6 separate regions of the Mus musculus genome follow, and all the other regions are linked to region 6. A link is a contact called in public Hi-C and HiChIP or PLAC-seq data. All regions are on one chromosome and are shown on one strand. The core of a region is the stretch at or near the end of the contact, and the rest is flanking DNA. Distances in the headings are between cores, read along the strand shown. Region 1 holds the start of Sycp3 (synaptonemal complex protein 3). Region 2 has its middle 33 kb from the start of Ano4. Region 3 holds the start of Dram1 (DNA-damage regulated autophagy modulator 1). Region 4 holds the start of Ano4 (anoctamin 4). Region 5 overlaps Ano4 (anoctamin 4). Region 6 holds the start of Utp20 (UTP20 small subunit processome component).

The links. Hi-C and Micro-C count contacts between places; a contact is called where the count stands out from the background. HiChIP or PLAC-seq counts read pairs in DNA pulled down with a chosen protein or histone mark.
Region 1: an H3K4me3 HiChIP or PLAC-seq map of embryonic stem cells shows a contact between it and region 6, with 4 times the contacts expected there. The contact joins the promoter of Sycp3 here to the promoter of Utp20 in region 6. A contact is called at or near these places in 3 of 39 promoter capture datasets (cranial neural crest, hematopoietic stem and progenitor cells and hippocampal neurons), 1 of 15 datasets of contacts at CTCF or cohesin (the NIH/3T3 cell line), 1 of 484 Hi-C or Micro-C datasets (embryonic stem cells), 2 of 115 datasets of contacts at active chromatin or transcription factors (both in embryonic stem cells) and 1 of 9 other capture datasets (adipose tissue).
Region 2: a contact with region 6 is called in a Hi-C map of cortical glia, with 2.9 times the contacts expected there. The contact joins the enhancer-like site here to the promoter of Utp20 in region 6. A contact is called at or near these places in 1 of 39 promoter capture datasets (hippocampal neurons), 6 of 484 Hi-C or Micro-C datasets (cerebral cortex, cortical glia, cortical neurons and 2 more) and 2 of 115 datasets of contacts at active chromatin or transcription factors (forebrain and neural tube).
Region 3: an H3K4me3 HiChIP or PLAC-seq map of bone marrow-derived macrophages shows a contact between it and region 6, with 4 times the contacts expected there. The contact joins the promoter of Dram1 here to the promoter of Utp20 in region 6. A contact is called at or near these places in 4 of 39 promoter capture datasets (embryonic stem cells, hematopoietic stem and progenitor cells, hippocampal neurons and 1 more), 7 of 115 datasets of contacts at active chromatin or transcription factors (bone marrow-derived dendritic cells, bone marrow-derived macrophages, embryonic stem cells and 2 more) and 3 of 9 other capture datasets (adipose tissue, embryonic stem cells and macrophages).
Region 4: a contact with region 6 is called in an H3K4me3 HiChIP or PLAC-seq map of forebrain, with 7 times the contacts expected there. The contact joins the promoter of Ano4 here to the promoter of Utp20 in region 6. A contact is called at or near these places in 3 of 39 promoter capture datasets (cranial neural crest, hippocampal neurons and second pharyngeal arch cranial neural crest), 2 of 484 Hi-C or Micro-C datasets (cortical neurons and ventral hippocampal neurons) and 5 of 115 datasets of contacts at active chromatin or transcription factors (astrocytes, bone marrow-derived dendritic cells, embryonic forebrain and 2 more).
Region 5: a Hi-C map of uterus shows a contact between it and region 6. The contact joins the enhancer-like site here to the promoter of Utp20 in region 6. A contact is called at or near these places in 2 of 39 promoter capture datasets (the 3T3-L1 cell line and frontonasal cranial neural crest), 2 of 484 Hi-C or Micro-C datasets (both in uterus) and 1 of 115 datasets of contacts at active chromatin or transcription factors (forebrain).

Annotation. Positions count from the first base shown.
Region 1 is chr10:88,458,126-88,460,840 of GRCm38.p6, forward strand. Sycp3 (synaptonemal complex protein 3) reads left to right here and starts at 1,462. Exons shown (of 9, transcript NM_011517.2): 1 at 1,462-1,587. The coding sequence starts at 1,541.
Region 2 is chr10:89,289,250-89,291,949 of GRCm38.p6, forward strand. It overlaps a transcript of Ano4 not described here. Among named protein-coding and RNA genes, the nearest start is that of Ano4, 33 kb to the left of the region's middle. Within about 2 kb of position 1,407, at least 2 of the 459 cell types and tissues checked have an H3K27ac peak or open chromatin away from gene starts, as enhancers often do. A contact at or near this core is called in cortical glia, where this site is marked.
Region 3 is chr10:88,355,750-88,358,595 of GRCm38.p6, forward strand. Dram1 (DNA-damage regulated autophagy modulator 1) reads right to left here and starts at 1,326. Exons shown (of 7, transcript NM_027878.2): 1 at 1,043-1,326. The coding sequence starts at 1,173.
Region 4 is chr10:89,256,375-89,259,189 of GRCm38.p6, forward strand. Ano4 (anoctamin 4) reads right to left here and starts at 1,416. Exons shown (of 28, transcript NM_001277188.1): 1 at 1,058-1,416. Gm30769 (predicted gene, 30769) reads left to right here and starts at 746. Exons shown (of 2, transcript NR_166107.1): 1 at 746-1,336; 2 at 2,494-2,761.
Region 5 is chr10:89,102,318-89,105,151 of GRCm38.p6, forward strand. All of the region lies in intron 5 of Ano4 (anoctamin 4), which reads right to left. Among named protein-coding and RNA genes, the nearest start is that of Gm30769, 150 kb to the right of the region's middle. Within about 2 kb of position 1,529, at least 16 of the 459 cell types and tissues checked have an H3K27ac peak or open chromatin away from gene starts, as enhancers often do. A contact at or near this core is called in uterus, where this site is marked.
Region 6 is chr10:88,825,564-88,828,263 of GRCm38.p6, forward strand. It overlaps Utp20 (UTP20 small subunit processome component), which reads right to left and starts at 1,251. Exons shown (of 62, transcript NM_175158.3): 1 at 1,043-1,251. The coding sequence starts at 1,087.

The DNA of each region.
Region 1 (2,715 bases), core at 212-2,711, 370 kb before region 6:
TAACAGAAGCAGCCGCCTTCCTGGATTTTTCCCTCCCAGTAAATCTCTTGTGTGAGGTCTGTTGTGTAGTGTGACTTTGTGGTTTTTCTTGAATCTCCACTGCCAGGATACCTTTCCCAGCAGAGCTGTAACACCTACTGGGGCAACCTCCCCTGCCTAAACAGAGTAAGGAAACTTCTGCCTGCATGAGCAGAGCTGTTTCATTTGCATTGGCAAAAGCCTTTTCCCTGAGAGCTGTATATGTACAGTTGTTCTAGCAAAATTTTTCTTGACATAAAGCTAACAGGGACATGATATATGTATGACACAGTCATTAAAGGGAGGGAACACGGTTTTAAAAAAATGTTTTATTTATCCTTCTCTCATATGTTACTCTTCCTCCCTCCTCTCCTCCCAATCCTCCCCCTCCCCCATTCACTCCTCCTCCGTTTCTGAGCACACACTTTTTTTTTTCTCCCCGTGACAGGGTTTCTCTGTGTAACCTTGGCTGTCCTGGAACTCACTTTGTAGACCAGGCTGGCTTTGAACTCCCGGGATTAAAAGTGTGTGCCAACCAAGGCCCGGCCCTGAGCACACACTTCTTAATAAATTATGAGACATCAGTTTCTATAGAAAAGGTAATATTTTTTCTTAAAATTTTAAATATTAAAATATTTTTAAATATTTTAATTAAAATATTTTTAAAAATATATTTAAAAACTTAATGACTCATGGAACTTGTAGAGGAATGATTTTTTAGCACTCAAGGTAATGATGATTTTTTATATGAAAATGAACACAGAAAAAACTCAGAAATCAAAAGCTAGCATAAAAAACCTTATAAACTCTGTTCTAGTGACTGCTGTACCATAAATCCTGTTTGCATGTTAGTCCTGGCTATCTATAATAACAGCGGTTCTTATAGCAATAATGAATAAAAAGTGAGTTGCAGAATATTATATTAAATGTTGAATTTTTTCGTTATTGCAATGCTCAGGCATAAAGAAAACTATGATGTATTGCTATATTAAAGACTATATGTGTTATCGAAACTCAGAAAATGTAAATCGGCTATGGTTTACTCCTATAATCCCAGCATTTAGGAAGCTATGGCAAGATTACCATGGGGCTTGAAGTCGGCCTGGGTTAGAGTTGAGACTCCGTATCAGAAAACAACAAAGAATCAAACAAAGACATCAGGAAACGGGAAGATGGATAATTTATAGTTTCCATATAGGTGTGAATGAGGATCCATGAGCAAAGATGGCCAGGTCAGGTGGGATGGGAGAGTCGGGTGTGCTGTGGATAAGACTTCCTAAAGCGAAGGAAGGAACAGCGGGAAAGTGCTGCTTCTCAGGGTAGAGGTGAGGTGTCCATCATGGAAGTGCCCCGCCCATCGTGTCCCTGCCGTTGGCTCCCACGTGAGAACGGGCATGGAGCACGTGCTAGGAGGCGGGGCTATACGTAAGCGTGTGTGTACCCATGGCGTTCAGCCAATCAGCAGAGAGCTTGGTCGGGGCCGGACTGTATTTACTCCTGCCCAAGGGCCAGGTTTCCTCAGATGCTTCGAGGGTGTGGGGACAGCGACAGCTCACCGGAGCCGCTGAGGTAAGGAGATGGGGGAGTGAAAGCCGGGTCGGCTTGGCCTTCGTGGGCCTGGGCCTCGGGAAGAGGAGGAGTCCCGGCCAGGGGGGAAGGCGCCACAACCAAGGCAGGCCAGTCGCCAACCATGGCCGGTGGGGGACAGGCGGGGACTGAGGGGAGCGGAGGTCAGGCCGAGGGAGTTGGGCATCCAGGCAGGAAGTTGGGGTCGGGCCTAGGGTTTAGGGAGTTGGGGTTCGGGCCTAGGCAGTCGAGGGTCCGGCACAGGACGTTGGGGGTCCGGCGCAGGAAGTTGGGGTTTGGGCTGAAGGAACTGGGGTCAGGCTGACGGAGTTGGTCGTGGCTGAGGGAGTTGGAGTCGTGGGCTCGGGCAATTAGGAGGCAGGGCCGAGGGAACTAGGAGTCAAGGGCTAAAGCAGTCGGGAAGCAGGGCTGGGGAGTTAGGGGTCAGGGCTGAGGGAAGTAGGGGTCCGGACCTAGGGAAGAAGGGTCAGGCTGAGGGAATTAAAGGTCACGGCCAACGGAGGTCAATGGGGAAGTAGGGGTCAGGGGTCAAGGGGACCTGGAGGCCGAAGCTTGGGAAGGAAGAGATGGCAGCCTAGGGGATTAGGAGGCGGGCCTAGGAAATCGGGGTTTGGGAGCTGCGGGAATTAAGGAATTAGGGGTCAGGAGCTAAGGAAGTCAGAAGGCGGCCCCTGGGGAGCTAGGGGTCATGGCTAAGGGCTCAGGGTCAGGGACGAGGGAATTAGCGGTTGGGACCTAAGGGATTAGGAAGCTGCGGTAGGGAATTAGGGGTCCAGGCCTAGGAGCCAGGGGCTAAGGAAAGTTAGAGGCAAGACTTTAGGAACTGGGGTCCGCGCCAAGGGAAATGGAGGCTGGCAGCTGGGAGTTAAGGGCCGGGCCTATCGAATTAGGGGCGGGACCTAGGGGACTGGGGGTGTGGCCTGGCAAACTAGGGGGTGTGGTCTACGGGGTGGGGGGTGGCCTAGGGAAATGGGGGTAGGATCTGGCAAATTAGGGTTGTGGCCTAGGGAAATGGGGGTGGGCCTGAGAGAATTTAGAGATGGGGTTTAGGGAATTAGGGCCTTTGTCCAAGGGGATTAGGAGGAGGTGGCATAGGTCAACTAGGAGGTA
Region 2 (2,700 bases), core at 157-2,656, 460 kb after region 6:
TCATCTATAGAGCTGGGACTTAAGAAAGAACCAGACAGAATCTGACTTTCTAGCTGTCTCCCTCTAAAACGGGTTTACTTTGCTCTGTCTCCAAGACATTAAAAAAAATAGTTCTAATTTTAATGAAACTAAAGGCTTTATCAAAATTTCATTCTGTCTCAGTATATTTCTTTCTTTAAAAAGATAAGGCAATTTGACTTTTTTTTGTACTCACTTTAATGTGTGTTCCTGCCAGATAGGCTACTTTCTGCATATAGCTATGATTGTGATCACATAATCAAGCAAGCACTTCCACAAACTCATCCACTATCAACAATGGCTGCCCGACTCAACGATTATCCTCCAATAACAGTGACCAACAGTGTGAGTTTTACCTTTAGGCGTAATCTGAACTCTTGGTTCTAAAACACATTTGGTTAAGTGCTATCTCAAGGAAGCATATGGACAAAAGTGGTCACCTGTAGTTATCCTAGCCATTCACAGTTGTCAGGGGGCTTCCCACAGTTTAAATGCAGCCCACAGCTAAGGTCTCCTCAGAAGATTGTCAATCAAATATGTCCCTGGGTCTTGTGTGTTCAGGTTATGTGTGGACCTGGCATGCACTCCATTGCTGTAAGGGAGATTTATGGGTGGATTAAAGGGCAGTATTGTAAGGGTGATCAAATTCAAGACCAGTTCCCTAAAGCCCACATGATCTACAATAAAGCACCCAAATGAAGTCATGTGAATTAAAGCTGAAATATACTGTACACAATCAGTAACTCCTATATGAACCTGTGGGGGAAGAAAAGGCATAATGTACAAGGGGTCTGGGTAACTGAATGTTTAACCATTTAACAGATACCTCCAGAGGGACTTACGCCTCAGTGTGAAGTAGCAGTATGCATTTACATGTTTTCTTATCTTATATGCGTTATGGATAAACTGCTTCAGACCAAGGGGTGGGCGATTACCTAGTAGGATATAAGGCAGGGATTGACCCTGACAGTGCTCCCAGGCCAGTGGGTTTCTGATTCAGTGATTTCACACTCTTCTGGCCATGAGGACTTACTGAAATGAGATCATATGCTGAAATCGAACAAAAATCATAGCAAGTAAATTCCCAGTGAAGCATGATACGTACAGAATGCTACAGGGAAGCCACGGGAGCATGTTTTAGAGGAACTCTACAGCCCTAGGAACCTGGTTCACACCTCAGCATCTCTGCTGACTGGGTATATGTCATAGGCAAGTTATTGAATCTCACCGAGACTCATGCGCACAGATTTCTCATCTGTAAGAGAAAACTCAGTACCTCGCATGGCTTCCCAAATGGCTGTTCTGATGACTCAATGGAAAGCAACATTTGGGTCACTGGATGAACATCCTCGGGATACATGCTGTGCTCTGGACACTACATCAACCAACCAAGCAGGAACTCTCCACTTTCCTGCTGGTGTGGAAACTGGTTATCATGAGCTATGAGTGCACAGGTTAACATTGGGTCTGGCCCAGCTTGGGGCTCAGGACATCTCCATACCAGAGCCACGTCTCCTCCTTTGTCTAATGTCTGAATACGGGAGAAATTAAAGAGAAGGTTCCAGAAGGGACTGAGACCTCGGCAGGCTAAGCAGGAGGCCCAGCTGTGCTTTCCTTTGACTGCAGTACCACCTACAGCCGGAGACTAGCTCTTACACCCAGTCCTCACATCTCCAGACATCTCTAAACTTTCACACAGATGTTTCAGGTAGAGGATTTTTTCGAATTATTTACCTGCCTTGTCTCTGGCCCTTGCCAGGGAAGCCGTGTTTCTCCACTGAGAAGGTGTCATATGGTCAGACATCAAAGGCACTAGCAATTGTGGCCTTGATTGTCCCCTCCTTACCTGGACCAGCACACCTCAGGTGACACTTAAAGTTTTGTCTGAGTTGAGTCTTTAATTTTACTTGACTTGGGTTCTCTTATAGTCTGGACAGAAAGTGCATAGAAGAACATTATTCAATTTGGATAGTAGTTTGTTTTTTTAGTAGTTTTGAGCTAAAATATAGCTAAATATTAAAAATTAAATAGCTAAAATATTTCATAATAAAATGTCTTACATGAATAAAAATAAATCAAAAGAAAATTATTCAGAAAACAAATTGGCACAGTGGAACAGAAAGAAAGTCTTCATATGGAGGCATAAAAGAAAGGAAAGCTTTAGCACTATGGGGAAGGACCCGGAACAGTCTCTGGGAAGGTGTCCAAGACAATTGGATGCTAGACTGTTCCATCATGGATTGGGTTTAAAAAGGCATAGCACAACCTTGGCCTGCAGCTCAGATTCAGTGGCTATCCTAATAAATGTATACGGAAACAAAAAACACTGTATGTGTTTACTTGAGTTGTGATTTGGCATGCAGAAAAGAAGGGAAGCAGTGTGGGTCTCATCCATTAGCCATGTGGAGGATTTGGGGTAATTACCCGGTCAGCTGACCCACACTGACCATAAATCTCCATCACCCGAGCTTTGCCCCGCTCTTCCTGGCATCTCTGATAACAGGAGAAAGGTAAAGGAAATGATATGACTGAGTCAAGTCTCAGTTTCTCCTGGGGCTCTAGCCTCAGCAATAATAATAAAATAATCACAGCTTAGTCGGTTCATAGTTTGACAAATATATTTACAGCTCACAAGGCATACAGCAAGTGCTTACTCAGTACATAGACTAAAATCCATGTTCC
Region 3 (2,846 bases), core at 76-2,575, 470 kb before region 6:
CTCTAGTTGTATATGTAGCAGAGGATGACCTAGTCGGCCATCAATGGGAGGAGAGGGCCTTTCTTTTGAAGATCATATGCCCCAGTACAGGGGAATGCCAGGGCTAAGCAGCAGGAGTGGGTGGGTTGGGGAGCAGGGTGGGGGGAGGGTATAGGGGACTTTGGGGATAGGGTTTGAAATGTAAATGAAGAAAATATCTAATAAACAAAAAAGGAGGATCAAGCTGTTGTCCCAGCTGTGGATAAAGGACCCTCAGGAAAGACGGAGACTAAGTAGGAAACAAAGTAATAAATAAGGGCAAGAAACTTCACAGGTTTTGACAACTTGAGGACTCTGACTTTAGAGGCACCAGGTCCAGAGGAGTATGAGGCAGGTCCATCCTAAAGGTGCTGCTGTTGGCACAAGGGGTCCAGGGTTGCTTTTACGCCAATGACCTACTGGTGTATCTCCACCAGTTTAAACCTCCATTTTCTTTCATGGAAAAGAAATTTTAGCTGTTAGAAATGAGCCCCCTGTGGTGGTGAAGACTTTTAAATCCCAGCACTAGAGAAGCAGAAGAAGGTAGACTTGTGTATACCACCCTAGACTTCAGGCCAACCTGGGCTACATAGGGAGATCCAGTCTCAGAGACAGAGAGGGGGAGAGGGAGGGAGGGGAGGAGCCAGGAGTTGTTGGGAAGAGAAATAAGTGAGCGGTTTGCCACATGCCTGGATCTACTTACAATAAATGGTATCTTAGGAACTCTCCTTGTCTGAGTGTCACCAAAGAAGGCTCTCCCCAAGATTTTATCCCATACCCCAGGTCTAAAGGTGCCACCAGCTGTCTAGCTGTCTGCTTGATGCGCGGCTCTGAGCACTGTTTCTCATTAAAGGCAGAACCCACACGTGCTTCCTGACTCTCTAAACTTGCCCGGGGATCCCAGAGATTATCTTGTCACACCTTTCCACTACCTCAAGAATTTCCACTACCCATGCCTGGCTTGCACGCCTTCCCTCCCTCTCAGCTCACCTGGTCCCTCCCTCACGCTCCTCTTGCCCCTCACCTGATATAGGGGAGAAAGGGGTTGACGTGCCCAGAGAGCACCGCGACCACGTAGGAGATGATGAAGGCTGCGGACGACCAAGTCACCAGGAGGAAGGGGACGAAAGCCATTCCCCTGAGGAAGCACAGCATCGCGGTGAGAGGGCGCTGAGCTCGTCGGACCAAGAAGCTGGCTTGCTGCGGACTGCCTGGAGGCGGTGGCCAAGACACAGACAGCTAACGGCGCGGCGGGACAGAGACTCCGGGACGGCCGGGACAGGCCCAGCCCCGGAGGGAGGGAAGCGCTCAGAGACCCGAGGGCGGAGGGCGGACGGGCAGCCGGGTGGGTGGGGCGCGGGCGGTCCTGGCTTGTTGCGAAACCGGTGAAGTCACAAAGCGGCAGCCTGGTCCCGCGGAGCTAGAGCGCGCAGCCACCTCCCCGCCCACGCCACGCCACGCGGGACCGCTCGGCTTCCTTTCGCTTTTGCTTGATACAGCGACGGGTGGGTGCGGCGGGAGACGCGGGACCCCGCGAGGCTGGCCAGCTCTTGGGCAAGTCCCGCCAAACTGGCTGGATTCCCAGCTCCTCCTTCCCTTGGGGGTTTTTCCTCTGAGCCTCTCTCTCCAGCACCCACTGAGCTTCCTTCCAGAGCCTTGGCCACCAGTGATGCGCACCCCATCGGGTCCCGCTATGGGTTCTGGGGTTCAGGCAAAGGGGCTCAGTGGTGTTTGGGCCACTGGGCATGGACGTCACATACACCTTTGTGATAAGCAGCGGGAAAGCCAAATCGCATAGTAACCAGGCCTGATAGCACAAGTCTGTCATCCCTGCTGCCTGGCTACTAAGGAGGCTGAAGCAGGAGGATCACAAGTTCAAGGTCTGAATTCGCAGCTTAGTGAGCCGCCCTCTAAAGAGCTGGAAATTTAGCCCAATGGTAGAGCACTTGCCTAGAATGGACAAAGGATCTAATTCAGGCAAGTGACAGAAAGGGTTGGATCCAGCCCTGGCCCACCCACCAAAAGCTACTTGGAGTATATATCTGTTCCCACCAATTCTACTTGGAGTATTTATTTCCTAGCAGCAAGACAAGATGACTTGATCCATTTCAGATCCACCCAGCCAGACACCACCTAAACCAAACCAATTGGTGTTCCTGAAGCACTGGCCAGCTCTGCGGGTCTGAGCTATAGTTTGGGAATTCTGAGCCCACTTTTGGCCATAGATGACCTAATACAGGTTCATCTCAGCCACATAAATGTGCCTTGTGTGCCATACCATGCTAGGGAATAGCCTACAGGGATTGTGAGTTCCTGTCCTGACTTCCTTTGGTGATGAACAGCAATGTGGAAGTGTAAGCTGAGTAAACCCTTTCCTCCCCAACCTGCTTCTTGGTCATGATGTTTGTGCAGGAATACAAACCCTGACTAAGATACAAGGTAAAGCTGTATACCCAAAGACAAATGCAGACTACTTAAGGGATTTTTGTTAATTACAATGAATATGCTAATTTTGAGGAAAGCCAGCATAATGATGATTCATTTCAATTGCCAACTTAATGATATTAGGAGATACCTAGAATATTAATGTAACACACCATGGATGTGTCTCTGAAGGCATTTCCCAAAAAGGCTTAACTTCAAGCAAGCAGCACCATCCCATGGGCTCTGAGTGAATAAAAAGGAGAGGAAGAGAAAGCCAGGGGAACATTTTCTCCCTCCCTCGGTGCTTCAGATCAAGTTGGTCTACTGTGTGACTTGCCTGCCATGGTGGGCCGAATTCCTGTGAACTGTGAGCCAAAATAAGTCCTTCCACCTTTAAGCAGCCT
Region 4 (2,815 bases), core at 166-2,665, 430 kb after region 6:
GAAGGAAGGAAGGAAGGAAGGAAGGAAAGGCTCCCTATACAGAAGGACTCCTGCAGTGCACAAGTTCAGCAAGGTGAGACTCCAGACACTTTGGGTTTCCTTTGGGCTCCCTGAGGCATCCAGTAACAGACTTTTCAAGTTGCAGAGTTCTTTACAGCCAACCTGGGATGCCAGGTGGGAAATGAGAACACTAAGAAGCCTGCCACGGAATAATTAACCTGCCAAGCACATGGTCTCTTTTGGAAAGCTGCTTATTTTCTCTTGGAAAAGTCTAATCATTCCAATAGCTTCAGAGCTTTTATCTCTCAGCAGGAAGATGAAACTATGTTGTCAACTCCAAAAACAATGTTCTTACTGTCCCTCCCCACCACCCTCCGAAGAAGCAGCTTCACAACGCGGTTTGCAGAACTGGGTGCCCTGAGACTCAGAAGCGATGAGGTCATGCAATCTACTTGTCTTCCCAGCGCAGGATTCCTCTCGCTGCTAATGTTCCTGCCCAAGTTGTAAACCCCGTCAGACACGGGGCCATTCTGGACCCACCAGCAGATGTTTAAAGCACACACAGCTGCCCATACAGACTCTGACATAACTCACACGTGTGTGCCCGGGTTCAGCTGGGAAGATGGAAGTCTTTGGCATGTGGCAAGTCGCCCCTGGTCCCTCCAGGTTCTGACGGGGTACCCCTTTAGGATGCTGAGGAATCCTCTCTCGCTGGAATCTATCAGCCAGCCTGCACAGATCCCCTGCACACTGCTGCAGTTTGCTGTGGAGAACACATTTGCCTAGCTGCTGCTTCAAGGACAAAGAGAGCTAGCACTTAGGTTTCTGTCATAGCCGGAGGGCTCGGGCTTATGAAGAAATAAATAAATCAAAGACAGACTATGCAGACAAATGACCCCAGGCATTTCAGTTCACTGGGTCCCTCCAGGGGGGGAAAAATAAAAAACCGACCAGGAGAACGGAAGAAATGCAGAAGGAAGGTCACTAAGGCAAGCCGGGAAGAGAAGGAGCAATCCTTTCACTGCAGCAGAACAGCTCATTCAAGGCAAGCACTTACCATAAAAATAGAAAGAGTCAACAGAAGGAGAAAGGATCCTTCCTCGGTGTCTGTGGTAGACAGAAATTCACCACGAACCTCGGCAAAGTGATGGGAGGCAGCAAAGCTCTCCACACACAAGTCCTTTCAGCCTCCCCTCCAGCCCGCATGCAGTTGTTTGTGCTGTAAAACCCCCGAGAAGTCTGGAACAGGACTCTCCGGAGAGCAAGCAAGCCGGAGTGAAAGCAGCCAGCCGGGGACCAATTTCACCACAGTCTCAGAGCATCACTCCCAGGACAGGTCCTCCCCACCGGGTGCAGGGGCGGCATGGGGTAGGGGGGCGGGGGCAGCAGGCTAGGCTTTGGAAAGCAAGGTTTGGGTTAGGGAAGGAGCCTCTTTGGAGTGGAAGGAAGTGCCGGTGAGCACATCAGTATTCCATATCAGTTATTGCCAGCAACCAATCAGCCTAACCAGGGGGCTGTTGTCAGTGTGACAAGAGAGTGCAGATGACAGGCAGTCCTGGGAGCTGCAGGACAGCTCCCTGCCAGCAACAGAAGTTTGGCAGGATTGGCAGCTTGCCCTCTCCCCAGTCTCTATTTGCTTGCTGTTTGTCGATTCCCAAAGCCCAGTAGTTATGTGGGCCACTCAGCAACTTCCCAAGGCAGACCACCACCACCACCACCACGCTCTTTCTGCAGGAAGCCAGAGTGGACGTGAGTCTTGGCTAGTGACTTCTCACACATCAGACAGCTCTGACAGGACCCTCCACAAGGTCACCACCAGTTCAAAAATGGCACTCTGGACCTGTGCCTCTCTATGACGGGAGTGTAGGTTGAGAGAGTCAGGAATAGGGCTTTCCACAATCATGGGAAAAATTTAAACAGAAAAGGATTAGAGGTCTCTTCAGGAATTTGACCCCTCCATCTTTCTTCATTAACTTTCCATGTGGTGTTTTATAGAGATGTTTTTCAATGTAAGTTTCTAAGGACAGTTTATGTTTCTCTTTGACGACTCTTAAATCACCCATGATTTAAGACAGGGCAATTCATACTCTGGGCAAACAGTATTAATTTATAAGCACTAAAGTGAGACACCACAATCTACACTAACAGAAAGGAGCCCAGGCCTTCATGGTGGGTGAAGAATAAGTCTACACTTTGACTATTTGTCTTTTTCTAAAACCATTCTTGTATCATGTTGCGCCTGGAAGGCTGGAGGCACACATCTTAAGCTGTGATTGCCTGTGATGATTAAATTGGACCAGAAAGTGTTTTCTGAGGCTAAATGCTAACTTAGTGCGAGGTCAGAAGGAAACTTCCAGATTTTCTAACTTTGGAAGACTGTTTAAGGCTACTTTCTTAGCAGAAGGACCAGTTCCCTTCTCCAGGCAGGAGTACATAGGAGGCTGCGTTTTTATGTGATGCTGTGTTTCTAATTATAGTTCTCTTTTCTCTTAGAGGCTGGACATTCTGTGATGCCTTCCAGCCATGGGCAAACTGCAGGCTGACACAGAGGAGTCGGAAGATCACTGCTTAAGGAGAGGGACTCTGTGAGGGGGACTTCGAGGGGGCAGCCTTTGGGATGTTAATTAACTAATTAATTAATTATTTTAAAGATGGGGGGTACACTCGAAGCAGTTAGCCAGGCTTCAGAGTGAAGCATAGCCGGAGGCCACAAAAATGTTCCACATCAAAGGCAAGCACAATAAAATGAAGTGTCTTTCCCTAATTAACTAACGTGTTTATTCACTTTATATTCCAGTATCAGCCCCTCTCCTCT
Region 5 (2,834 bases), core at 279-2,778, 280 kb after region 6:
TAATTTCCTTCCTTTTCTGCCCGCTGGCCTGCTAAGGTCAGGAAATCATAGGCAGCATGGTTTCCTTCTTTCATCTGCTGGATGCTGGCCATCTATGAAACTCTTTTTAATTTTAACATGTCTGGGAAAAAATGAGAATGGAAAACGGAACTGTAAAGCACAGGACTCCACTGAGCGATAAACATCATAGTCCCTGGAGACCATCAGGGTCAGAATTCCTGCATCAGTGGTTTCATCAAACTCTTAGCCTGAAAGAACACTTTGAGATGACTATTTGTTTAAATTGCAGTAAATGAAGTGGGCTTCACTTATGAAGAATCTAAGGGACACTCAGAGGAGACAAGGGACTAAAATCACATATCTGGCTAGCCTGCTCCTCAAAGCTTAGCTGAACAATATATCTGACATGCATTATATTGACAGGGAAATGTTCTGTGCCCATAAATGGCGTGTAAGTCAATATAAGGGAATGATACAGGGACTGTGGGAAACCTATGTAGTTTTCCTGGGATTCACAGTCCCACTAGGAAGAGAAATGAACTCCCACAGCCAGGGTGCCGAAATCTCAAGCTAATTGTACATCTCACGTGTTTCCCCTCTGGAATGCCAAGCCCAGTAGTGGCTATTCTTCATTTAAGACCCAAGGCATATTCTTTTAGCTTCTGAGACACCTTATAACCCTAGTGTTTTCAGAACAAAAAAAAAACCAAGCTAAATTCTTTTTTTTCAAAGAATTATTCATTTTATGTGTATATGTACACTATACCTGTCTTCAGACACACCAGAAGAGGACATTAGATCCCATTACAGATGAGCCACCATGTGGTTGCTGGGAATTGAACTCAGGACCTCTGGAAGAGTAGTCAGTGCTCTTAACCACTTAGCTTTCTCTCCAGCCCCCAAACCCTTTCCAGACTATGTTTTATGCTTCGTTTCTTTGTTGTAGCTAAAGCTCCGTGATCTTACAGCGCAGGCTGCACTTTCCAGCAAGGGTTTGCAGTGTCAAACCCCTCGTCCAGAATCTTCCTGTGCACTCCATCAAGAGGTGGAATCTATGTCTTTAAATTTGGATTCTGCCTCTACCAGTACAACACAGTTAAAGAGACTGCTGTAGTGATATGCTGCAGAAATGAACATCAACCTTGGGGCTTCGGCGGTCATGTGACAAGGCAGTCAGTCATGGAAAGAAACACACATGGAAAGAAAGCAATGTGTGCAGTGCACAGTCCCGGCTGAGAGCCCAGCTGACATTAGTGCCTGGACAGGGGCCACTCTAGGATCTAGTGGGACTGATTGCAGTGATGTCTGGTGGAGCCAAGAGAATCTGTCACTGAGCATCCCTGCCCAACTGCAGATCTGAGAGCAAAGCAAATGCCTGTTGTTTTGATCAACAAACACTGGAGTTGCTTGTTGTGCAACAATAGATAACTGGGCCATTTATTCCTTTTTGAGTATGAGTGCCTGGCAGAGGGCCTGGGATCCAACAGGTTTGAAACATGCATTCATAAAGGAATGTGTGCAGTGCACAGTCCCGGCTGAGAGCCCAGCTGACATTAGTGCCTGGACAGGGGCCACATAAAGGACGAATACTCTTATACTGTAGGGGGCAGAAGGAAGGAAAGGAACTTTCATTCTCTGGGGCAAAGAACTTTCACCTTATCTGCCCTTTCCCTTCCCAGTGAATGTCAACTTGAGAGTGTTTTCTTATACAGACTTCTGACTCCCAAGTTAAAGGATGTGGCTGAGGGAATTCAGCTCTGCTGTAAACAGAGACAATTAACTCAGAACATCAGAACAAAAGTGTGAGTGTCATCAAGAACTCTGCCGGCAACTTACCCAGTGTGCCTAGGCAGAGACCCAGAAAGAGATCCACCATAGTCATCGCAAAGGCAGGTGCTAGAGTGATAGAGTGTGGAATCTTTTTGTGTGTAACAGAGAATAGGGCCATATAGCCTTAAGTGAAGGGACACCTCCTCTATTCTGTTAGATGGAGAGCTTATGGCTTCTCAACGTTGTTTGCAGTCATCCTGACTATTAGCATCAGGACTTCTCAAACCTACGACATCACACAGGCGACAGCGCAACCTGCAGATCTGTTGCCAAGACAACAGGCATTATATTCCCAGAATCCACTTGGCTCACCTCCCACCTTTACCTGCATTACATTACATCATTTTCTATATAAATAAGGAGAACGCCCCTCCCTTGCTCTCTTCTCCCCCTCTTCTCTTTCTGCAGCCACCTTGTCTCCCTCCCAATAAAACCTCTTCCACATGGTACTTACTGTCTTGGCCTAGAGTGCTGTTGAGATGCGACCCGCCATTCTAACATGTCACTGTCGTGCCTCCTGCCACTCCCAGCTGACCCTCGTCAACTTTGTTAATGAGACGTTGGGGTCATATGTCTATGGAGCTCCTTCTCCATGGTGCTCGTGGTTAGAGTTAGAGTCTACAGTGAGGAGCACTCAGGTGGGATGTGGGAGCTGGAAAAGGAAAGTTATTCCTACACACCCTGAGGGATTCAGTTGTAAGCTCAAATGTGAGGATCAATGCAGCTCTAGTAGGTGTCCAGGAACCTCCTGCCATGTGTCAGAGCCTCCGTTCAGAAGTGTCATGGGACTCCCTGAGGCCATCTTCCAGGCCGAAGGAACTGGATATGGTCTCCCTAGCCCTGGTCTCCTTTCACCAAAGTCACAGAACCTACACCAAACACTTCATTACTGGAAGACAGAATGGCTGACGTTCCCAGACATTTTCAACTGTGAGAGGCACCAGGGGAGAATTTCAGGAAAAAAAACTTGGGGAACATGGACAGGTGAAATAATTCCAATAATT
Region 6 (2,700 bases), core at 1-2,500:
GGAGTAAAACTACACCATAATCACATCAAATTCTGAACACAGAACGTTTTAGAGCTTCAGTGAGCAACCTCTGGACCATCACCACAAACAACAGTACCCTTAGCGTATCATTTCAGACCCGTGGTTTCTATTGGTCATAAAATATGTAACTTTTTAAAATAAGAGCAGCTATTACTTATGAAACACAAAAGGTAAATGTAAGAACTCTAAACAAAAGCAGTTACTACTTGAAGATAATAAATACTTGTACTTTTTGCATAACTTACTTCATCTGTATTTCTTTTTTCTTTTAACTTAAGTACCCTTGGAACAGGCTATGTAGCCAACGATGACCTTAAAATTTAAGTTCAGACCCTCTTGCTTCTACATCCCCAGGTCTGGGGTAACAGGCATTTAGCCATCACACCTGTTTTTGTTGTAACTGTTGTTGTTTTTAATGGGGATCCAACCTAGGGCTCCCTGAATGTTATTCAAACACTCCACCAACCGATCTACCTCCTACATTATGTTTTATCAAATACAATTTCCACACAGACTGGAACCTGGACGAACGCTTTCACACCACACCGAAAGCACAGGGATCTCGCTAAGTTGTGGGAACAGGTATATTTTTTAAAAACAGACAGACTCAGTTACAAAAGGGCTTGGAAAGGCATTATAAAGTACAACAGTAGCCAGCAGAAGTCATTCGCCACTTGCCAGCTCGCTCTACCCTCCTCTGTTCAGTCTTTAAAGTTAGAAGGGGGACTCGGTTGCAGACGATCCCCTGGGCCAATCAATTTGAGCCTGGAGTGAAGGGAGTTGCCCAGACAGGCCAGATCTCACCGCTAAAAGGCGGACTCTGGAATTCAAGTTTCCTCACTCCCCTGCGAACTAATGTTTTTTTTTTTTTTTTATACTGGCATAGTCTCCCATTTTCGCCAGAGCCCCGGGCAAGCGATTCCGGCTCTGCCCGGACTTGCAGGCCCTGGGGTTAAGGCGATCAGCTGGTCAGGCAGAGGCAGGGCGAACCGCGGCTCCGGGCCCAAACTCCCGCGCTCACCCGGTATGTGTTCTCGGTCTTGTGCGAAAGTGGCTTTGGCTTCATGGCTGCGGCGGGACAGCGGCCCGCGAGGGTCTCAGGACGACAGGAAGGGATCCGCGGGCACTGCGGAGGAGAAAGTTACTCCCACGCGGTACTCTCCAATGCTCCGGTGCCTGCTTTTCCTCACGTGTAGTTAGTGCCGCTGGGCGCCGCCATGTTGGAAAGCCAGGATGTGTGGGTCATGTGGGCGGAAGAGGCGGGCCGAGCATGCGTGCTCTTCCTGATTGTCAGTCGTGCAGTTTGCGGATGTACAGTTTTTGCTACATGAGAAGTTGGCCAACACAAAACAAACTCAGTGGTATTTTTGTGGACGTTTTGTTTTGTTTTGGACATTGTTTGTCATATTTGTCATTTGCCTGTTGGTCTTGATTTTCGTTTTTGTAGATTGGTGGTGATGGTGGGGTTTGGTTTGGTTTGGTGTTTTGTTTTTTCAAGACAGGGTTTCTCTAATCCTGGCTGTCCTGGAACTCACTGTGTAGACCAGGCCGGCCTCGAACTCAGAAATCCGCCTACCTCTACCTCCCAAGTGCTGGGATTAAAGGCTTATGCCACCACTGCCCAGCGTCCTTCCTTCCTTCCTTTCTTTCTTTCTTTCTTTCTTTCTTTCTTTCTTTCTTTCTTTCTTTTTTAAGAGAGAAGAATGTACAGTTGAATGGGTTGGGAGAATCTGAGAGGAGTTGGGAAAGGGAAAAACACGATCAAAATATATTGTATGAAAATTTTTAATAAAAAGGATAAAAGGGTTTTATTATAGAAAGAAAGCATAACCGTCACAACCTAGCATTAACTGCTGCTCGATACATACCGTGCACCATCAAAAGCTGTTTCCACCCATAATACAGTAATGCTGGTTATAAACTCAAAACGTGAAGTGTATGTTTGTTTGTTTTTTTTAAGCCCCCTTGGCATGCAAGGAAACCAAAGTTGGGCATCTTGTAAGTGACGATCTTCATTCACACGCAGACTCCGAGGTCCAGGTTTTAGTTTAGTACTAGAAAATAAAATCTGGCTCTTCACGAATGCCAGGAAGCAGCTCTACCACTAAGCTAGATCCTACAGCTCTTAATCATATATATAGAGAGAGTGTGTGTGTACAGTCGATGAGCCATGGAGTTATTTGCACAAAAATTGATGGAGGAAGGTCCAAGTGCAAAGTCCTTGAGATAAGATTTCATCCTAGCCTGGCTTGTGAGTAGTCAGAGCCCATCATGGGTAGAATACAGTGAATCAAGATATCTTTGCCTCCATTTATTACCTTTCCCATTGTAATCCATTTTAATCCATGGGAGTTCTGGGTATTTCTTCAAATCATGAAACAGTTCCCATGACTTTTGAACTGGGTTTGGTTGGCCAATCCATCATCATTTTATATTTTCTGTCCCCATGAGTTTTGTTTTGTTTTGTTTTGAGACAAAGTTTTTTTGTATAGCCTTGGCCATCCTTTCACTGTAGCCCAAGTGGGTTTCAAACTCAAAGAGCCCCCTGTCTCTGCTACTCAGTGCTGGGATCAGAAGTGTGCACCACCAATCACCACCCAGCTCCCTTCCTCATGATTCTCTGTGTTAAAGAGTAAGGTGTAAAACTGCCCCAATTATATACAAGTCAAACAATCCAAA